Linked DNA regions of Mus musculus: regions 2, 3 and 4 are each linked to region 1. A link is a contact called in public Hi-C and targeted proximity ligation data. All regions are on one chromosome and are shown on one strand. The core of a region is the stretch at or near the end of the contact, and the rest is flanking DNA. Distances in the headings are between cores, read along the strand shown.

The links. Hi-C and Micro-C count contacts between places; a contact is called where the count stands out from the background.
Region 2: a Hi-C map of muscle stem cells shows a contact between it and region 1, with 6 times the contacts expected there. A contact is called at or near these places in 2 of 39 promoter capture datasets (embryonic stem cells and pre-B cells), 4 of 484 Hi-C or Micro-C datasets (CD4 T cells, CD8 T cells and muscle stem cells), 2 of 130 datasets of targeted methods (large pre-B cells and thymic regulatory T cells) and 1 of 9 other capture datasets (liver).
Region 3: a contact with region 1 is called in a Hi-C map of CD8 T cells, with 4 times the contacts expected there. A contact is called at or near these places in 2 of 39 promoter capture datasets (the 3T3-L1 cell line and liver) and 1 of 484 Hi-C or Micro-C datasets (CD8 T cells).
Region 4: a contact with region 1 is called in a targeted proximity ligation map of astrocytes, with 4 times the contacts expected there. A contact is called at or near these places in 3 of 39 promoter capture datasets (the 3T3-L1 cell line, embryonic stem cells and liver) and 1 of 130 datasets of targeted methods (astrocytes).

Annotation. Positions count from the first base shown.
Region 1 is chr19:21,651,244-21,654,131 of GRCm38.p6, forward strand. It overlaps 1110059E24Rik (RIKEN cDNA 1110059E24 gene), which reads right to left and starts at 1,548. Exons shown (of 4, transcript NM_025423.2): 1 at 1,364-1,548. The coding sequence starts at 1,465. It overlaps Abhd17b (abhydrolase domain containing 17B), which reads left to right and starts at 2,066. Exons shown (of 4, transcript NM_146096.3): 1 at 2,066-2,350.
Region 2 is chr19:23,685,978-23,688,677 of GRCm38.p6, forward strand. It overlaps Ptar1 (protein prenyltransferase alpha subunit repeat containing 1), which reads left to right and starts at 1,423. Exons shown (of 7, transcript NM_028208.1): 1 at 1,423-1,568. The coding sequence starts at 1,483.
Region 3 is chr19:24,476,093-24,478,792 of GRCm38.p6, forward strand. It overlaps Fam122a (family with sequence similarity 122, member A), which reads right to left and starts at 1,382. Exons shown (of 1, transcript NM_026520.3): 1 at 1-1,382. The coding sequence starts at 1,264. The coding sequence ends at 410. The region is part of intron 1 of Pip5k1b (phosphatidylinositol-4-phosphate 5-kinase, type 1 beta); the gene reads right to left.
Region 4 is chr19:18,711,927-18,714,633 of GRCm38.p6, forward strand. D030056L22Rik (RIKEN cDNA D030056L22 gene) reads left to right here and starts at 1,309. Exons shown (of 2, transcript NM_001374130.1): 1 at 1,309-1,733. The coding sequence starts at 1,398.

The DNA of each region.
Region 1 (2,888 bases), core at 298-2,797:
GGTCTAATTAGTGTATCTCACAATTATATTTAAGTATGGTCTAGTCTTACTTTCAAGGCTCTCCACAGATTTTAAGATGGCTACAGAGCAGTGGGAGGAAATTATACTTTACTATTCCCACTGCTGTTCGGGCCAAATTGTGGATTAATCCATTTTCTTTACCAACTTCTCTCCATAATATTTTTCTAAAATACAGGAAAAGCAGGTTTATGGACGAGTGTCTGCTAATGTGGTCTGAGGGCCCTGCTTAAACTATTTTTTTTTATTCTTCACTGAACTGCCTTTCCCTTTAGCAACTTCTATTGAAATTTGTAATTACAGATCCATCTGCTGACTGACTGTCCATATTACTCAGACAATTACAAGCTCCGTAAAGGCAGAATCAATAGTTTTGAACACTGTCTACCAGGGGTCTAGAACCCTGCACGTGAAAGGTATTTATTAAATATCTGAGAAACAATGAAAGAGAAAGACAGAGTACAAGTTACTATGGATTGCCTTTTTAATGTTTTAAACGTAATCACCTGCTGACCACCTGTTATGTCCCAGACTAGTTACTCTTCTGTTAGCTTCCGAATAATCCTATCAGATTTCTTATCTGAGGCTAAAGGTCACAGAAATTACTAAATTACTTCAAGGAACAAACTTAGGAAATTTGAGCTCTTGTTTCTGTAAATATTAACTTTATCTGATGTAAGCTGGCCTCCAGGACGACTAAAGGCCTTTATCCGCTCCCCATTCAGTTATGGGGAAGGGGATCGCTATTCACAGAATCACTAGTCATACATATCTCAAGTAACAAACAGTCTGAGTTTTCTTCCACTTTACACAGGTCCTGCTAAGTTAATTGTATAGACAGCAAGCAACCATTTTTACACAAGCCAAAACGTTTGCTCCAACACAAAACTGAAATAACATCTTGTTGATAAGGACAGTGACGCTAAGATCGTACTCCCTACAAACTTATGGGTTTGGGAGTTCTCGGAAAAACAGTCGCTGCAAAGAGACACTCGGACGAGTGCCTTCATTTCATTTTCTTATTGCGGGGGCGTGATCCAGGTGGGAGCATCCAAGGCGTCAATCGCCCCATCGGTACCTTAGGTTGGATGAATTTAAGCTGCCCTATCCAGTCTCGGCGCCACTACTGAGATGTGCTGACCATCAGATAGATTCACGGAACAGAGCCAAGCCAAAGAAAGGGCGTGGGAAGAATATTTGAGACACGATTGCACTGCAGCCAAGACTAACTGGGCTGCAGTCCACGCTCGCCAACTCCTCTCCTTTCCTCTCTCTGTCCCCTTTCCTCTCTCTGTCACTTTTTTTTCCCCTGGGATGGCAGTCAGAACAACAGGCAAGGGCCTACCTTGGTCTGAACACTCTTATCAAACTTGTCATTTTTGAAGGTGAACGTATTCTGGTGCTTCTGAGGCCGGGACCGAGTCACGTTGCCTTTCTGGGAACTCATCACCAAAATCTCAAGCACTGTAAATCGGTGCAGCCTTTAAGTTACAGGAAAGAGTAAAGACGTTCCCGCCCCAGATTGAGACTAAGGACAGTGACCCGGAAGAAGTTCTTCTACTCTTTCCGTCCCAGCCCCAGGTCGGCCCACGTGACTCATTAGGGAGGTCACGCTCGGCTCTGCCTTGCCGCACATCCTCGACTACCGGCTTCACGGAAAGCCTTCCTCGGACCCAAGGTGCAAGTCCGGCTTTCTTCGAATCTAGAACTCCCCCATTGGCTCGAACGCGGCTGTCCATCACGGCGGAGGGACGGAGATTCCCCGTTCCTATTGGCTCTTCTTTTCCGCAATCCCCGCCTCCTGCCGAACGCTCCCAACCTGTCTCCCGGCTCCGTAGCGTAGCGACTCCGCTGCGCAGTTTGTGATTGGTGGAAGGTGGGCGAGGCCGGTGCCCTGATCGCCTGCAGCCCGGAGCCCGGGTCAGCTTCGGCGCCCTCCTCCAGTCACTGAGCAGCTCGAACCGGGCCGCTCGCCCCCCCGCCCCCCGCCGCCCTCCCAGCTCCCGCCCGCCGCGGCCGCGCGCTCCGCCGCCTGGCGGCCTTCGGAGGTGCCAAGGAAGGCGGGCTGCGGAGAAGGCAGCACCGGCCCTGCGCTGCGGACGGCGACCACGGCCGCGCGGGACCTCGGGCCGGAGAGCCCCGGCGGCGGCCGCCCCTCGCGGCGGAGCCGTTAGTCAGCAGAACGCGAACGCGCGTGGAGGGGCCCCACGAAGCGCGCCCGGGCACCGCAGCTCTCTTTCGCGTCCTCGCCGGGCCGGGCCGCGGGCGCAGAGTCGGCGGGCGGCGCCCCGCGGAGGACAGCGCGTTGGCGGCCGCGGCCGCCCAGCTGCAGGTGCGTGGGGCTGGGCTGCTGGGCCGTCGGGGGGTCGCCGCTCTGAGCTGGGGACCAGGCCGGGTGGCTTCGGAGCGGAGCTACCGAGCGGAGAGCCGTGCGTCCCGGGCCTCCTCGCCCGCAGGGAGGACCGCAAGATGGGGTCGGGCCGCCGCTCCCCTCCCTGGATCTGGGCCACTTCGGGCCCTCGCTCTCGGCTCGGTGTCCGGGTCCCGCCAGCCTCGATTTTAGATGGAGTCCGCCCGGAGCTTGAGCTGGGTATCCCGCTCCGCTTGTCGCGGGAGCTGCTTTCCATGGCTTGAACTTGTATCATCTCTGATTGAGAACTCAAGGAGGGAGAGGTTGGATTTGAATTGAAAGTTGGAGAGTTCTGTTTGAAATTGTATTTAATATTAAACCAGGAAAGTTGTGTCAAATTATAGTGTGTGGAGGACGTTCGGAGAGTTTAACCTCCCTCCGCTTCTGTTGAAAGAAAGAAAGAAAGAAAGAAAGAAAGAAAGAAAGAAAGAAAGAAAGAAAGAAAGAAAGAAAGAGAGAG
Region 2 (2,700 bases), core at 173-2,672, 2.0 Mb after region 1:
TTCCATTGTGGGACATCTGGGTTGTTTCCAGCTTCTGGCTCTCACAAATAAGGCTGCTATGAACATAGTGGAGCATGTGCCCCTGTGGCATGGTGGGGCATCTTTTGGGTATATGCCCAAGAGTGGTATAGCTGGGTCTTTAGGTAGACCTATTTCCAATTTTCCGAGGAACCTCCAGTAGCATATTACTTTTTAAAAAAATGTAAAAGATGTGTGTGCGTGTATGTTCCCACAGAAGCCAGAAGAGGATGTTGGATCATCTGGAGCTGGGGTTACAGGTGGTTGTGGTTGCTAAAAACAAGTGTACTTCATTGCTAAGCCATCTCTCCAGCCCCTGGTATCACTCTTCGACAGGACTCTTGAACTTGCTCTTGGTCTAGGGATGCAACACACCCCATTTGTCTCACTGCTTCTCCCAGAGCTTGTCAGAGTCTTTTAGGGTCTTAATCAGGTCTGTTTTGCTTTCCACAAGTTTGTAGACTGTCTCTTGTTTCTTCACCAGGATCAGGACCAACCACAGTTTGCTTTTCAGAGATCCAAGTTTCAAATAGCCCAGCCAAAGATAACCTTGAATGTCACCTCCTGTTTTTACCTCCCAAGATCACAGCCACGCACTACCTTGCCAGGGCCAAAAACCAAAAATTAAAAAGATACAGACTTCAAGCATCAGAGAAGGAGGAAGAGGAGGAGGAGGACGGGGAGGAGGAGGAGGAGGAGGAGGGAGAGGAGGAGGAGGAGGAGGAGGAGGAGGAGGAGGAGACACCATCACCAGTTAGAGGCAGTCAGAACTTTGTACTTAGAAGGGACAAATAAACCTGATATATAAAAATAAAAATTTTAATTACAACACTTTTAAAATCCAAATGGAACAGAGCAATCTTATAATTTGTGGAGCAAGAGAGGTCAGGAACAATTGTCAAAGCCTTTATTTTATTTTATACTCCAAATTAACGTAGTGATCACGAAATGTATCAAAAATGCTAAAAGTACAGAAGTACAGTGGGTTACTTTTGTTTTTAACCTTATCCCCGAGATCTGAAGGGTTCTTTCTCCTGTACTTTCTTTCCTTTGCTTACTACATTACAAGATCTAACTAAACGCGCTACTTTACACTTCATGCATAAAGTAGCACAGGCGTGCAAAAGGAGGTCAGCAACCCGCCTCCTCCCCGGGTGGGCCGGTGAAGCGGGCCTGGTGCAGCCATCCGGAGGTCCCTGGGTAAAGGCCACTCTGGGACACGGCTGCTCGGAGAAGTGCGGGGGAAGCCTCCTTCCTCCACGCCTAGTGAACCAAAACTCCACCAAAAGCCACCGAGCTCGAAGAGCCGGCCCAACCCAGCGGTGCTGCGGCCCTCCCTGACCCGGAAGTGCTCGGCGGCCTCGGCGAGAACGCGCCTGAGCCAGCGCGCGCGCGCGCCCCCGCGGAACTCCCGCCGGCGGCTGGGCTCTGCCGGAGGCGCGCCCGATCGCGGCGGCCGCCAACATGGCCGAGTCGAACGAGGAGGTGGCGGTGCTGGTGCAGAGGGTGGTGAAGGACATCACCAACGCCTTCCGAAGGAACCCGCACATGTGAGTGGCGCGCCCTGCGCCGCCGGGGTCGTCGGGGGCGGCTCGGGGCCGCGCTCTAGTCCACTCGCCGGGGCCGCTCGGGGCCCACGCGCGCTTCCGACAGGCGGAGCGCGGCTGGGACTGTCGCGCCGAGCCGGCTGGCCGTTACCAAGACGCGTGGCGGGGCAGTGCCGGGGAGCGACCTCCGAGAGCCACGTCGGAGCGTGGAGTTTTCTGCCCTGCGCGACGCGTCCCGGGAGTTGTGGCAACTCTTCTCCCCGCCGCCCTCCGCCGGGATGCGCTTGCCCCGCGGGCCACTACCGTGGGTCTCTGTGTCTTGGAGGCGACTCTCGGTTGCATCCAGTGCGTGGCTATAGAGGATTATCCACCCCATCATACTCCCTACAGCCCCCTTTCGGGTTAACTAAAGGTGATTGGAAGCTGCCTTTGACTTTTCGACTCGCTTGTCACAAAATTGCAAAGCGAGTCGGATGTAACAATTTTTGAAGGTGACCTGAGTGGATCTTATAAAGCTGTTGCAAACTGGATACTTTTTTTTTATTAGTAGCGCGTCCGAAGTTACAGACGAGCATCTTAAGGCATTCTTACCTAGCATTGTTGCCTTCTAAAAGTTCACTCCTGAACTGATACATATATTATCTCTTTCTCCTCCCTTTCCATTTTATTTGTTACTCTCTAGGAAGATACTCTTAAGATTGTATTTTTCTTTTCCTGATACTCTCCCTTTAACGAATGGAAAGGAAGCTACTAAAGAGTTACCTACATCAGTATACAAAAGAATAAGAAGCCAGAATGTAGCCCATTCCTGGGGAAACAAACATGAAGTCCGGTTTTGTATTATTTTCTCATTGGTTATACAATTTATTTTTAATATTTTAATTTTTTTTACTAAAACACATGAATTATTTTTACGCATTCTAGCCTCCTTAGCTTTTCCACTAAATGAAAGGCCAAACACTTTAATCAAGTGTTCTTTTCCTCCAAGATGATCTCAGAAAAGAATTTAGAAGTCCTCAGATGGCCTGCTTTCTTCTCTCAATTAAGGACTTAAAACTGTACTTCCTTCAAGACAAAAGACTACTGGCCTCTAAACATACCTGCCAGCCCCGACAGCCCCTAAGTCGTCCTCCTT
Region 3 (2,700 bases), core at 132-2,631, 2.8 Mb after region 1:
TTTTAAAACATCAGTTTACTAAACTGAAATTCAACATTTATATTTTCATCAGAACTTAATAATCCCATAAATAAATAGAGCTCTCAATTATTTAAAAAATCAAGGGATAACATATGTATTTAGACATATTAGCAGCGTAAAATGTATGCTTCAACACACTTATTGATAAAAAGTCCGAAAATATTACTACACTGAATTCAAGGGCATCCCCAGGAACCTGACATAGAAATTCTCTAGAATAACATTTCAGGAATTTCCAAAAAGAGGGAAGAGTCAAATAGGAAACGGCTTTAACGTAATCGACAAAGTTCAGTGCTTGCTCTAACTTGATTTTTTTCTTTCTTTTTTTTTTTGTTTGTTTTTGTTTTTTTGTCTCTCCATTGGGGGAGGGGGATTCAAGATGAGTGAGTCACTTTGAGGAAAGTTCATCTACTGGAATAAAGGGGGAGGCTGCTTGGGCGGGCGACACAGGAGAGTCGGTGGTAGTGCTGACTTTCGCTGGTGAGTTACAGGAAGATCCGGCACTGCTGCTGTTTCCATCCAGGGTATCGGAAGATACGCACACACCGGGGTCTGACAGCTGTGCAACGTCAGAAGACAGCATGTTGGTGATGCCCTGGAAAAATCTCTTTGGCTGATAATCAGTTTCCATTTCACATTTTCTTTTCAATGGTCCAAGAACACTTGGTCTAATGCAGTTGATGGGACTCTGGCTTCTCCGGGTGGTAAATCGGGTGGTTGGGCTGGGAATGGGACTTGGAGGCAGTCCGTTGCTACTCACAAAACTTTGCAAGGACGGTGAGAAACACTGCTTCCCAATTCCCCGGGTCGGGGACGGTGCCGGAGACACCGGAATGAAATCGATGCGCTTCGGGGAGGCGGATTTCTCCACGTCGTTGTCACTCAGGCTGAAACTTTCCTCCCAGGAGTGGCTTATCTGCATTGCGGTCTGCACCTCGCGCTCGTGAACGGTCTCTCGGTTGATCAGGTCCATGCCCTCCTCCTGTTTGATCTGGTGCAGGCGGCTGCTGTGCATTCGGACCGGCGAGGCCGGGAGCAGCAGGCCGTGGCGGCTCGGGAACGTCGTGCTGTTCCGTCTGGCGCTGGGCGCCTCGGCCTGGAACACCGGCGACGAGTCGCTGAGGCCGTGGATCAGGGGGGCGCTGTTAGACCTCCGCAGGCCCCCGCCGCCAGGGCCGCCGCCCTCCGCCGGGCTCGCGCCCGCGGGCAACTCCAGGTCCAGCTCCATCTTCTCCTGAGCCATGGCGCGGCCGGGAGGCGGGGGCGGTGCTCAGTCAGGGCCCTGGGACTCCCATTCCCCGCGGCCCAAGGCCGCCGCCGCCGCCGCCGCCTTCGAGAATCTGTCAGCGGGTTCGCGCCTCTGCGCAGGCGTGCCCCTTCGCGCAGGCGCCCTGGCACGCCCGTTCTCGCGGCGCCAGCTTAGTGCGTCATGGCTGCGGCGCCGCGGCGGGGGCAGGGGGCGAGCAGTGGTTGGGCGACTCCAGTGTTCGTTTCTTCCGCAAATAGTCACTGGGCGCGGGCTCGCGGGAAGGCAGGTTACGGAGGCCGGGGCATTGAGAAGTGTATGTGCTTATGAAGCAAGTGTGAGCTCAGAAAGATAGGCCCTTGGTGATGTGGGGCTTCATGATTGAGCTTGGCCCGGCCTGGTGGGCTTCCCAGAGGGAAGTCTGAAGGAGGCCACGGCGGCGCTTTGTAAAACTGGACTGGAAGCAGGGAGCCACTGCTACCCAGCTAGGTGACAGACAGGAACCAGGAGGACAGGGTTGTTAGCCTGATGGTGGACAAGAGCAAGTTCTGGGCTTTTTTTGAGAACAATGAACTCCCGGGCGTTCTCAAGGAAGCATATTAGGGTACAGGAGCAGCCTTTGGCTGAGGTCTGAGGAAGAAGACATGGGATTAGAACCTACAGGGAAAAGGCCAAAGAGGAGGTTGATTTACACTAGGACAGAATCGGGGAGGGCCAAGAGAGAATAGTAGACTTAAGGCGGTTGGGAGGAAGAAGCTTTGTGACATCTTTTTTAAAAAAGTTGTCATATTTCTGCCGTTAACCGTGCACATACTAATGTTCACTTGGTGTGGGAATCCAATGAAAGAAAAAAAAAAGACACATTCATAGATCAACAGATTTTTAGCTTATGTAATTAATACAAAACTTTGTATCTCATTAACAGGGAAGTTGTATGTGTTCATTTATTCAGTCAAGTCTCCTATTCGGGCATACCTACTTACTATGTACCAGGTACTGTGCTAGGAAATGGACTTGTGTGAGGACATTCAGTTTCTACTGGGTGGGAGTGGGGGATGAGAAAATAGGGGACTTTTGGTGGTATGGCTGGAGGTAGAAGTGGGACGGTGTGGTCAAGCACTACCTATATATAGCCCTTGAGGGGCAGTTGGGCAGAGTTCAGTTGTAAATGACAAATCCTGTGGACTGTGGGAGGTGGGGGCAGGGCCGAGTGTTCCAACCAATGCGAAGGGCCAACATACCCACCCGTCTGGGGAAGAACAAGGAAAGAAAAATCAAGAAGGAGACAGGTGACCTGAGAGGTCAACGGACTGAGCGCCCAGTCCTATGATTATAAGTCCCTGAGCAGTATTAGGCAGGGGAATAATAGGCTTGGGCTTTATCTGTTATGGTTTGAGATGGAGTCTCACTAAGTCATTGCTCAGGCTAATCTC
Region 4 (2,707 bases), core at 59-2,558, 2.9 Mb before region 1:
GGGACAGTGAAGAGGCACACAGATGCTCTTTCCCTTCTGAAGCCAGGCAGGGACACTTGCGTGTTACGGTCATTTTAGCTATGCATATGCTTTATACTACCTTGTGTACATAATGCTAAGTATCACAAGGAATGAGGGGCGGGGTGGGGGGAGGGCAGCAAGATTCTGGAGAACAGAAGGAACACACCTGCCCATGTTGTATTCTATTGTGTTGGAACATGGTCTCCGCACAACAAATCATCTGTGTCACTAGTGTGAAAATGGCAATGGCGAATTTATCATTTGTTCCAGGTGGAAGAATTACCAAGTGCAAACAGGAAATGGAGCGATCAAACAGAACTTTCTGTACACTACCGATAACGCTGTTTGTGCTTGTTGGTTATTTGCTGTCCTCCCACCAATGCAAACCGTGATGGGTTTGTTTGAGCCAGTATTTTAGTCTTTCGGTAAAAGCAAAAAGTAACTCAAGGATAGAGATCTTGCCTCCCATGCCCAAGGCCGTAGGTTCAATCCCCAGTGCTGGAAGGAAGTTTCTCTGTGTAGATGGCTTACAACTACATCTAGAGATATTTAAGCATGCACATGGCGCATATTCATAAATACACCCATACACAGTACCTATCAGCTAAAACAGCTCTACCATGCCCTAGAAAGAATGTTTCTCCGGAGCGTTGATGGGCTTGGTTTCTTTTTGTTTGTTTTGTTTTTTCCTTAGTTTTGTTTGGTTACTGCGTTTTCTCCTTATCCTTGCAGCACTGGGGATAGAATCTAAGGCCTTGGGCATGGTAGGCAAGCACCCTATCCTTTAGTTACTTTTTGCTTTTTACCAAAAAAAAAAAAAAAAAAAAAAGTACGGACTTATTTCTGCCACGGTTTACATTTTTCTGCCAAGACACCACCCACTGGAGAGGTCCTGGAACCTGCAGGCCGCTGCGGGCTAAGCAGACACTTCCGCCGCCCCAGGATCGCAGCACAGAGGAAAGGGCCCCAGCGCACTTGCCGCTGGGACCTCTGAGGCCGCGGAGTCTTTCGGCCGCTCCTGCCCGAGTCCTCGCTTGGGGACCGAGAGGCGCACACACAGGGGAATGCGAACAACCGTGCAAGTCAAAAGAAGGCCGCCAGGGGGTAGCGGCCTCCTTCCATCCACATCCCCATGCCCCGCCCCCTCAGAGGGCGCACTTCCGGCCGCAAGGGCGCTCGGGAACGCGAACCGCGAGCCTCCACCAACCAGCGGCTGTGCTGGATGGGCGCAGGTGCGCGCGCATCACGGCGCAGGTTCGAAACTCCGGCGCTGCGCGGTGGCTCCCCCACAACGTCTCGTCCGCCCTCGGGACAGCCGAGCTCTGCGCTGCCCTTCGCCCTCCGCCCGCCGCCCGCGCGACCCTCGTCCCTGGCCCATGGCCAAGCGGCGTGCGGCTGAGCCGCTCACGTTCCGCGTGCCTTGGAAGCGGCTCCTGCTCAGCGACTTCCCCGAGGAGCCGCCGCTCTGGGTCCCGCCGTCTGGGACGGCTCGGCCCCTCAAGCGCCAGGGGGACGCGGGGATCATGGCGGAGCCTGCGTCTGCGCCCCGCAAGCGACGCGGCGGCGGGGACGACAGACAGGAGCTGCAGGGCTGTAGCCGGGAGCCCGGAGAGCCACCTCCTGGCGAGCAGGAGGAACCCCGGGCCGCGGGCGGCGGCGACAGAGTAGAAAGCGCGGGCAGCCCGCAGGTAGCCGACGGGGTGCACAGCCAGGTAGGTCCGCTACTCACTAGCCCGGAGCTCGGTGCCAGGCCGCGGAAGTCGGGCCATCGAGTGGGCCAGACGGGCTGGACCCTAGAGGGTCAGCTCAGTGACCAACGGGAGAGAGGCGTTTAATTTGATGGGGAATGCTGTAGAACTTCTAGCATGCTTTCCAGTAGCATTCATCAGAGGACCTGTTAACTCCTAATGTTCAGTGCTGTGAGAATGGATTGTTGGACTCACTGTCCTCTCCGCTGCTTTGTTTTGGTAGCCGCTAGCCATGTGATCAGACAGAATACACTAGAAATATAACTTGACCAAACTTATGTGTTTTAAGTGTAAGAAGAGTAGGAGCGCCAAATATGTTTTAAGATAAAGGGTCGGGTTCTGAACTGTGTTACACACGAAGCAACTTGCCGCATATTGGGTGTACTGTTTGTTAATTTTATTTTTAGACACGTGACTAGAAAACTTAAAGTGAGTGTTTTGCTTTTTCAGACAGGGTTTATCTATGTGTAGCCCTGGCTGTCCTGGAACTCACTCTGTAGACCAGGCTGGCCTTGAACTCAGAAATCCGCCTGCCACTGCCTCCCAAGTGCTGGGATTAAAGGCGTGGGCCACCACTGCCCGGCCTTCGAGTGAGTTATAACCCATACTATATATGTATCGCACAGCATTGGCCCGACTTAGGGACTCAAGAGCCTTCTTTAAAGCAGTTCTTGCATAAGTTGGTGGAGCATGAGGTGAAGAAGCAAGGGTGATTCTTAGAGCTCGCCAAACTCAGCCACCTTGGCATGCGTCTGCTCAGTGTCCTTTTCTAGTTATTTTATAACAAAGTTGATAAGATAACGGAAATTTTCTCTTCGTGTAGCCCTGGCTGTCCTGGACCAGGCTGGCCTCGAACCCAGAGATCCACATTTCCTCTTGCCTTTCGAGTGCTGAGATTAAAGGCGTTCAGGGAGATTATCTTTCAATACTACACTCAC